Linked DNA regions of Acanthopagrus latus: region 2 is linked to region 1. A link is a contact called in public Hi-C data. All regions are on one chromosome and are shown on one strand. The core of a region is the stretch at or near the end of the contact, and the rest is flanking DNA. Distances in the headings are between cores, read along the strand shown.

Evidence for each region. Hi-C and Micro-C count contacts between places; a contact is called where the count stands out from the background.
Region 2: a contact with region 1 is called in a Hi-C map of muscle, with 5 times the contacts expected there. The contact joins the promoter of LOC119009803 here to the promoter of mki67 in region 1. A contact is called at or near these places in 3 of 4 Hi-C or Micro-C datasets (all in muscle).

What each region holds. Positions count from the first base shown.
Region 1 is chr20:9,438,395-9,443,601 of fAcaLat1.1, reverse strand. mki67 (proliferation marker protein Ki-67) reads left to right here and starts at 1,260. Exons shown (of 17, transcript XM_037080840.1): 1 at 1,260-1,440; 2 at 2,022-2,124; 3 at 2,532-2,613; 4 at 2,881-2,996; 5 at 3,533-3,602; 6 at 3,710-3,785; 7 at 4,158-4,829; 8 at 4,975-5,207. The coding sequence starts at 2,036.
Region 2 is chr20:9,628,514-9,633,516 of fAcaLat1.1, reverse strand. It overlaps LOC119009803 (gap junction delta-3 protein-like), which reads left to right and starts at 2,260. Exons shown (of 1, transcript XM_037081414.1): 1 at 2,260-5,003. The coding sequence starts at 2,279. The coding sequence ends at 3,013. top2a (DNA topoisomerase 2-alpha) reads left to right here. Exons shown (of 35, transcript XM_037081412.1): 35 at 1-436. The coding sequence ends at 7.

The DNA.
Region 1 (5,207 bases), core at 11-2,510:
TAAATGGCATTATAGTGTGAGTCTACTGACTTAATGGTTATCTAGCAATTGCCATTATCCTGTAATCATTACTTGTGGCCACAGTGGCCGCTGTTAAGCAGTCACAAGCATAGCGTAGTAACTTACAGGACATTACTTTTGTTGGAAGGTGCTTGGGGCAGAAAGGCTTGGATGAAAAAAAAAAGTTTTTAAACAGTCTTCAGCACATGCAGTTTTAGGCAATGTAATGTATGCAGTCTGAGTAGAGCATAAACATATGAATATGTTTTATTACGTATATGGGAATTTCCATTTTTGTTTTATTTTGCACCAGAGTCAACAGCAGCTAGCTTCAAGTGCAAGCTGTTGATGGAGAGTAAAGCATTTGTTCTCATTTGTTATTTCATATTTCCTGGTGGAAGCTATTTTGCCAAAATGACGTTGTTAAAAATCAATAGGGACAAAATTGACTTTTTCCTAACAGCCATATATCATCAGACTAATTCTAAGTGCATGTATATAAAAACTGTATCACAAACATTTCTAGCAGAAACAGTACAGATCTAACTAGTAACACTGATGGCTCTGCTCACAGAGGTGTCCCAGTAAGCCAAGCTTGTCCTGCAATATATTGACGAAATGTCTCATTTATGGTATCATGACATGATTATAAATAACGGCTACCCAATACTGAGCTATAAACCATCTGACAGTTAATCTGGATTTGAGTGGCTGTCTCTGAAGATCCATTCAAGTGAAGCTTGCTGAGGTTAGTTAACAACTACATTTAAATTAACTACATTTAAATGATATTAAATCTTACAAAAGTATGAAACAAAATGAGAGTTGTTCTTTAAATTATTATTATACATTTTTGTAATATCTTGATAAAATTGTAAATGCCATAACTGGTTTCTATAAAGAATCTCGGTCATAAACACTGTGTAGTCTCGGCTCTGCAATAATTTTTAAGTCATATGCCCCGCCCTCTCCTTGATACAGTGACGTATTAACCAATCACAGTCCTTCGCGCGGAATTTCAAACATTTTCAAATCAGTGTCCCTTTGCCGAGGTGAAATCGTTCCGCCAGAATTGTAAACAAAATAGTCCCCTTTACGTTAATGGCAGTTACATTTGAAAGTGACAACAAGATAGAACTTTAAAAACACAGTTACACAAAAATACATCGATTGTACTCCAAGACGTGTGTTTAACCGTGTGTCCCTTTCAATTATAGAGTGTATAGTGTGGCGGAGTGATACTACGGCACCTCCGTGTAAGACTCGAGAGGCGACAAATGACGGCTGCTCACGTTAGCTGCCGTTAGCCACTCGTCGATGTACATTGTAGTGTACGGTGGGTAAATTTTAGTCTGATATGACATTATAGTAAAATTCATCTTCGTCACATCCCGGTTTATGGATTGCCAGCAGTTGACGCGTCTTTGAAAAGACTTCCAGGTAAGGCTACAACGCATGGACATATTTTTCAGTCGGTCCAACCATGGGCACATAATAAGTTTTAGCTAGCTAACGTTAACGTTCAGTGACATGTTTCAACGGACAATGCGTCTTGTATTGTTGAGTAGTCGCTTTTCTTGAGACATTTCTGCAACCATATACAATTGCTGACAAAAATATATCGGCACTATCGAAGCGACATTACACGTGGGGTGACGCAGAGTTTTCAGCTGGGTGTTTTAAGGTCAGTGTTTCCGAACAGTGATCTTCTGAGTTGAATTGTAACGCTAACGTCGAAAAATGTCAGCGATAAAACACAGTTTTGATTACAAAAATTATACCTTTCGTCAACAAATGTCAACGTTAACGTGCCGTACATTTGATATTGATGAAACGTCATCAAGCATTGAAATGTTGTATTTTCCCGAAAATCTCCCCATTTTGTTTGTTTCCTGTCTTAAAACGCCGTTTTTAACTTGACTCTTTAAAAAGTCACATTTGGTTTCCCATGTATCGCTTGACGTTGTTCTTGTTGTTTAGCTAGCTCTACGGTTTGACACTTGTTTTGCTTACTTTTCCAGGTAACGTTACGAAAATGCCATTGCACGGAAAGATAGTGGTGATTAAGAGGAGTGGAGGAGATGGGACTGAGTTTCCTCTGACTGCAACATGCTTATTTGGAAGGTAAGAGCAGTAAAACGCATTTTGTGGGTGTAATGGGAGGGCATGTTTTCAGATTAAATCACCACCCTTTGTTATAGTTCAACTGCACTATTGTTTTTAACAGATATTTCTTGAGCACATGCACAGACGTTATGTTGAAGCCAGCATTTACTATAAGCAGCCTCGTGTTGGGGTTGACAGAGGTGCTATAAAAACCTTTTAGTTTGGAGGCGGGCCCTCTGCTGCTGACGTCAGAAATGTACACGCATGTCTTTCCCTTGTTCATACATGAAGTACCTCCAGTTCACGGGTTCACTTTAATTTTGGACCTTGGAATATTTTATTATTAACAAGCACCACTGAAAACCTTGTGGCGGTTCACATAATGCCGGTGTTTTGTTGACACGTGTTTTCTCTGATCTTTGCAGGAAGCCAGACTGTGATATTCGCATTCAGCTTCCTCAAGTCTCTAAGGAGCATTGCAGGATTGATTTGAATGAAAATAAAGAGGTAATGACACATACGATACATGACTATGCTAACTTCAGTGTTTCAACTCTAAATAATTTCTGGGATAATGAGGAATTGTGTTATAATCGTGTTTATGTCTTCATATGTTCATCATTCCAGTGTCAACAAAAAAGTCTCATTCCTCAAATCACTTGTGGGTTTGCTATGGGAAATTTTGACCTAGATAGCAGTAAAAGCCTGGCTGACACAGTATTCTTCACTTTGAGGGCATGCGTTTGATGCAATTTTAATCTTTGTCTTTTTTAGGTCGTTTTGACAAATTTGAGCTCAGTGAATCCAACTTGTGTCAATGGAGAGGCTTTGCAACAATCTGAGCGTCTGAAGCATGGAGATGTGATAACTATTATTGACCGTTCTTTCAGGTGGGTGTGAAGAGAAACAGTTTACTGTTTTTACTGCCTCCACCTCTTTACTTTTTACTATTACTTTCAGTATCAAGTGCATTGATTTAAAAAAAAAAAAAAACAAAAACATACAATTCGACTCTGTACAGTGTGTTTTAAGCTTGCTAGAAGGAATGACCAATGGACAAAATGGAACAATAACAGTAATTACTTCATCTGAATTTCACTATGCACTCAGTTACTAGAGACTAGAGCATAATCCTTTACCACCAATTTTAACACAATGTTTCATTAAAGTATCTGTCACAACCTGCAAATGCTGTCTCAAAAATCAAGAGTTTACACTTTGTATCCCATACATGCATCATGTGTGGTTTTCAGTAATAGTTTTCCATGTACTTCCAAGAACACACTGACGGGACATTTAATCTAAGTACAGATGATATGTATTTAAATGGCATGTATACCAGATGCAATTGGAATGGTAAAGTTGGCATTTTATTGATGTATGTAGATGAAGTTCTAGTTATATTTTCTGCTGATTGTCATTTCAGGTTTGAGTACCCTCCAGCACCCACACCAAAGAAGAGGTCTTCCACAGGAGGCAAAACTGAAACCCTCAAGGTAACTCACTGATTATTTATGTTCTCGCTAGGGCATTGCAGCCACCCCAACATCTTGACTTTGCCTGCACAGCTACTTTGTGTTTAACGACAGTGTCTCATGGCTAGGTTCTTAAAGATCAGCAGGTGGGAGACACTGTCACCACTGAAACAGGAGGGAAGAAGATCTCTGAAGTGTCCACAGGTGAGACTATGTGATAATGTTATTGTGAATTAGCTGTAGTTGAAGATAATGTACCACAATTACAGTTGGTGAAATTGCAGAAATGGTGTGTCCTTTGCAGGTAGTTAAACGTGATGGAATTAAATATTTTACTAAGTAGTTTTGAAAATGGAGATGGAACTCATTGTTATGAATTTTCTATGTATACAGAACAGTGCATTTGAGGGCCCAACAGATCCATCTCAAAATATAAGTCTTTGTGGTTGTTGTTGTTTGTCCAATTAGCCCAGTATGGTAAACATCTGACAGATAAGTGAAAATGTTTTTGCAGCCCTTGTACTATGAAATTTACAAACCCTTTTTTTTTTTTTTCATTTTTTGGCTCTATGTTAGGCCCTCATCTAAAAGATGGTACTAACAATGACAACATCCAGCGATCTCTGGAGAAAACTATGGAGGTGGATCCCCAGGAGGATCCCAGCCTGCTGCAAAACAAGACTGCCTCCCCCTTCAACGATCTGTATCAAATGATCAAAAAATCTCTGGATGTCAAGACCCCGCGCAAATCTTCTGTCAGTCTGCTTCAAACGCCTAGCTCGAAGCTTTGCACTCCGAAACCTGTTTCAGTCAGAAAAAGTGGTGGAAAGCCTGTAATTTCCTCAGAAGACAAAAGCACTCCGAAGAAGAATGAAGCTAAAGTCTCCTCTGGAGCTGATGAAACAAAGGAGGAAGCAGAAAAAATGGGTAATGGGACCCCAAAGTCAGCTAAGAAGCAGAGGAAGTCCTTTGAGGTTCCTTCTACTGTGATGGCTGGACCCGAAGCTGGAAATGGTGCCAAGTCGGAGGCAGTGTCACCCCAGAAGAGAAACCGTTCACCTCCTCAAAGGTTTACTGTGGGTGAGGTTATTGAGCAAGTTTCCACTCAAACACCCAAGTCACCTGTGAGAAGGAGAAGCAAGGAGGCCACACCAGCTAAACCAGCAGTGTCCAAGGAACAAGAAAGGCAAGCAGTGACTTCTCCCAAAACAAAGGCATCACCAAAGAACTCAGGAAAGCTTCATACAGGTAATAAATATTTTGATACTATATTGTTTCTCTTCAAATTTTGAACAGTGTTACCTTAATTACAGACATAACTTGAGCATGTTTAAGAAATATTTGGTGTTTTCTAATGTCACATTTCATTTCACATTTACTATTCATTTATCAGTAAAAGAGGCGTCCAATAAACGCAAAAGTGGAGAACTTGCAGCTGACTTGCCCACACCACAAATGAAGAGGAAACGGGTTTCCTTTGGCGGGCAGCTGAGTCCGGAGTTATTTGACAAACGACTGCCTCCCGACTCTCCGTTACGCAAGGGGGCCACTCCTAGGAGAAGCTTGTCCCTGTATCGACCCAAAAACTCACTGCTTAGACGAGCATCAGTCATTGGCTTGCTCCAG
Region 2 (5,003 bases), core at 1,011-3,510, 190 kb before region 1:
CTTTTAAATATTAGTCCCTAAACCAGTGTCTACATGGTCGAGTTTTTATAGATTTTGTATTAAAGATTGATTCTTTAGTAAGTTATACGTAAAGTTTCTGCCATGTGCTGACATATGGCTTTGCTTTTATCACTTGAAGTACTGTTGCATTTATACTTGTTGCTTGAATGGACCTGCAGTTTTTACAAAGCTGATTGATTGATTGTAGAAAAAATAGAAGTAAAAAAAGAATGTGTTTCTATGTGTCAGGTGCTTGAACCCTGTTAGACTTGAGTATCTCTGCTTTTAGTGTCTGAAATACTAAAACTAATGGCTACTTGACATTTCTTTGTAATCCACTTTTGTATGCATGTTTGTTTATGTCCTGTCTTGTAAATATTTCAATGGCTGTTCAGTGTATATCACAAAAAAATAAAGTTAACCTGTTTGTACCGATTGCAGCGTGTTTTGGAAAAGAGAGTCACGTGGTGGGATTGCTTTAGGGCTAACGTTGAGTGAAATGTGCTGTTGAATTTGTGTCTGTGCAAGTCAGGTTTCTCTGTAGTGTTTTCGGGGAGGGAGAGTGAACAGCAGCACATGTGGTCGATAGGACCGGTGTAATGGGGAAGAAGTCTTTGGGGAAGTTGGATGGGTAAGTAACACTTTAAATTAATAATCATGATTTCATGTCAGAGGCTAAAATGATCTTTCAGGCTCGGCTTTTAAGCACAAATTGAGATTGTGAATGTTGAGAGTAGAAAGCGAAAGAATTCTCCTTATCTAGTACAACTGATAAACTTGTTCCAAGTCATAAAATTGAGATACAGTTATAACAGCTCATTAAAAATTGCCCTGACTGCTTTCTGAATGAAACCATTCATCACAGGGTAGCATTACGCAAGTGTTCGCGTGTTGCCCATTGTGATCAGAGAAAACTGTTGGTGCAGCTTAAGGCTGACCCTTCCTGCCATTTAGGAAGCTCTTTGAAATGCTCATCAAGAGTTTGCCTTTCTTGGGTAAACATCACTCCTGTCTGGGACTCTTGATGGGTCCAGATTAGGACGTTGCAGGAATTTCCTGAACTGTTGCCGCCCTCTCAATTAGAAGCCCCTGCAAGCCTCCATCACATGCCATTTGGAGTGAGAACTGGCGTGGACCAAGGTGTAACGCTTGATTTGACACAATTTTTATATATCCTCCAAGGATATATCTGAGCTAGAGAGGACGAGGAACCAGAAAACAGGATTTTCTTTTCTTTTTATGGTTTGGTTTTCTCGTGTCTCTTCATCAGGTAAATCAAATCCCTAACGCCCTAAATCCTCAGCTTGTTTTGTCGTCTTACTGCCGCTGACTTGTCAGAAATCCGAGTACAGACCAGCAAGTAGCTCAACCAGTCAGGTTACTTGCACAAGCAGCAGCCTGTAGATGGAACGATGCTGTACTCGTAACTGCCGTGCCGTAAAAAATGAAGTTCAAATATGTGCAGAATAAACGGCAACCAGTCGACCAAAATTCCTGGTGACTGGTTCATCATTTCAGTGGCGGATTCAGGATGTGTGAGGGCCGGGGGGTGAAATCGATAACAAAAAGGGCACCGCATGTGTGCAGAGGGGCACCAGTGGGGTAAGGAGAGGGCACTTTGTCATGTTTTGTCTACCACAGGGGAGTCCAAGAGGGTACGTGCCCAGTGTTTTTTTGTGTTTCGAGGAATGAATGTACTTTATAGCAATCCTCTTTTTTAATATATATATATATATATATATATATATATATATATATATATATATATAGATAGATAGATAGATAGAGAGATAGATAGATAGATAGAGATATAGATATAGATAGATAGATATAGATATAGATATATATAGATATATATATATAGATGTGATATCTATATATATAAAAAAGATTGCTAGAAAAAAAAATCTAATAATTATAAAATATCTTTATACACATCTGTCAAAACAAAACCTAAAGATGAGGGGAGTACCAAGCAGTTAAATCAGGCTGCTGTGATTGTTTTATTCCTTTCCTGATATTGTTCAATTGCTGTTATTGCAGGTCACTGTCTTTCATTTTTGGTTTCAGGTAATTGGAAGGTGAGTTTTATCACCACATTGAGCACGTACAAAAAAACAACCTAGATAAGCTGACTGACCTTTGACCCCCCGCCCCCATTTGAATCATGAGTTGTATAATAAGACGCGCTTTGGTTTCTCTTTTTAATCAAAGGCAGCTCAGAGGCAGATAGATCCCTGTGTTCTCAAGAAGCCATACCCGAGACGGTGCTGTGATCATGGGGGAATGGAGCTTCCTCGGCGGGTTCCTCGACAACCTGCAGGCCCACTCGCCGATGCTCGGTCGTTTCTGGCTCCTGATCATGCTTGTCTTCAGGATCCTGATCCTGGGAACTGTAGCCAGCGACCTGTTTGAGGACGAGCAGGAGGAGTTTGCCTGCAACACCCTCCAGCCGGGCTGCAAACAGGTGTGCTACGACATGGCCTTCCCCATCTCCCAGTACAGGTTCTGGGTGTTCCACATCGTCCTCATCGCCACGCCCTCCTTGGTTTTCCTCATGTACGCCATGCATCACCACAACAAGAGGATCGCCCGGTCCAAGCTCAACCAGACTGGCGGCCAGGACCAGAGAGAAGACCACCGTTTGATGAGGCTTTACTTCGTCAACGTGGTCTTTCGCATATTCGCAGAGGTTGGCTTTCTCGTGGGACAGTGGTGGCTGTACGGCTTCAAGGTGGAGGCCCAGTTCCCCTGCAGCCGCTTCCCTTGCCCCTACACGGTGGACTGCTTCACCTCACGCCCCGCAGAGAAAACAATCTTCCTCTGCTTCTACTTCGCTGTGGGGCTGATAGCAGCCATCTCCAGCTGCGTGGAGGTTCTCTACGGCTCCACGAAGTGGTTCTGCTCAAGCCGGCAGTCCGTCACCACCGAGCACCGAGGAACCAGAAAGCGTGTCCGGCAGCGTGAGGATGATCGACGAAGAGCAGCGCGAGCAGGAAGGTCTCCAGCTTGAGCCACAAGTACAGGGCCGGCAGATCTGTGCCTTGTTTATAGTTAAATAATCTGGTCTTTCCATACAGTCCATACGCACTTTATCTGTTTTTTCGGTTTTTCTCTCCTGCTACATGCCATCAAACTGTACAATAATAGTTATATAATCTGGTCATCTAATACAGTACATGCACACTTTATCTGGTTTTCTTATGTCCACTGGTCCACTGCTGATTATTTATCTGTTTCACTGCACCTTATATTTTATTTTTTGCACTATAATAACTACCTCTTTTGATACATTATCTATACTGTGTATATTTGTACATTGCTTTTTATACTCTAATTAATGTTATTTCTTCTTTTTATTTCAGTGTGTTGCTTATATCTTTTATGTATGTAAATGCTGCTGCTACGCCAAAATTTCCCAGCTTGGGATTGATAAAGTGTATCTATCTATCTATCTATCTAGTTTATAAAGAAAGGTTAGTAAGGCTAGCGTCATGACTGGTGAATAATCTGCTAATCTTGATAGAGCGGTTATATGAGGTCTTGTTGAGAACAACTTTTTGGTTGCCAGGTTGTGTTAAACAAATAAAAAATCCCTTTGGCTGATTGAACTGAAGGACTGTGCCACATTCCGTCTATTAACAACTGATTAAGCATTTATTAAATGTTTTTATAACTGCATCATCACCAAGTAGAAACACTGACACAACAGCCCCAAAATTGTTCTTATCAATGACATTAATACATTAATTCTTAACCAATAAAAAGAAATTGTGAGTTATTATAACTCGACCAGGGCTGATTCTGATTCTGAATGATTTTTTGGATTTTGTAAGTTATGATTATTAGCTTGAATGCAACTGCGTGAACACAGACTGTATTTATTTCACAGGTGCACAATTAATGAATGAACAACTGCTCCTGAACCTTTTGTGAGATCAACCATGTTTCATTTGTTCTATTCAACAATATAAATGTCACTTTATGAACTTTTAAGTTTCACATGGCTGCGTTTTTTTCTTTTACTGACTCTTTTGTGGTGAATATTTTTCCTTTGTGTATTTCTTGATGGTAAACAGGCCAGTAGCGCACTGCATAACATGATTTTGGTTTCACCCAGTGTGACTGTTCCTTTATTCTTCTTCTTCCTGCACATAGAAAATTCAGTTTTATTTTTCTGGTTTCATTGTGGTATTGCACTGCGGTGCCACTCTGATCTAAATCACTGCAGAACATGAATATCAAAGTTCCTCATCACTCCATTATGTGTTTGTGCGTATTGTTACTTGGATATATGTGCAGTGTGTTTTCACATTCATCTGCTGAAGCAACAACAATCTCTGTGGTCGTCTGGAATCTTAGTTTAAAGAGGGGCGATGGGTCACTGTGCCTTTAAGAAGTTGCTTGATTGAACTTAAATTATTATCTAAGGCAGAGCATTCCTCTATGTTTTAAAGGAACAGTTCATCCAAAAAAATATATTGACTTTTTAAAAACTGACATAACAACTTTATGCAGCTAGATTGTTTTAATGCATGTCGTTCTCAATATTTAGTCTCCCAGCTGCTGAGGAGACCAACGTAATGCCTGCATCAAAATACAAAAGTACATGAAAAAAAAAAAAAAAATCATGTGAAATCCAAATAAAATGTTACAAATGTATTCACTGGTGACTGAATATGTCCTCTAAGAATATCTGGCAAAGAGTGCAGTTGTTCCAACAGCAGGTGGCAGCATTGGAGCGGTAAACTGTGAAACATGGAGCTCTCATCTTCAGTGAGATGACTTCATTTGCAGCCACATTAATTCAATGACAGCATCCACACGCTGCACGACACTGTGTTATTTATCAATTAATTCTCCAGTTCAGACTGAAACACTGTAACGTCCCTCTCAGCCGTCCTGCAGTGGAAAACATCTTAAAGCTCAGTGTGAACCGAATACTCTCGTCGGTTGTCGTGAACGCCTCCTTGCTGTGTCTGCACCGAGATGTGATTATCATT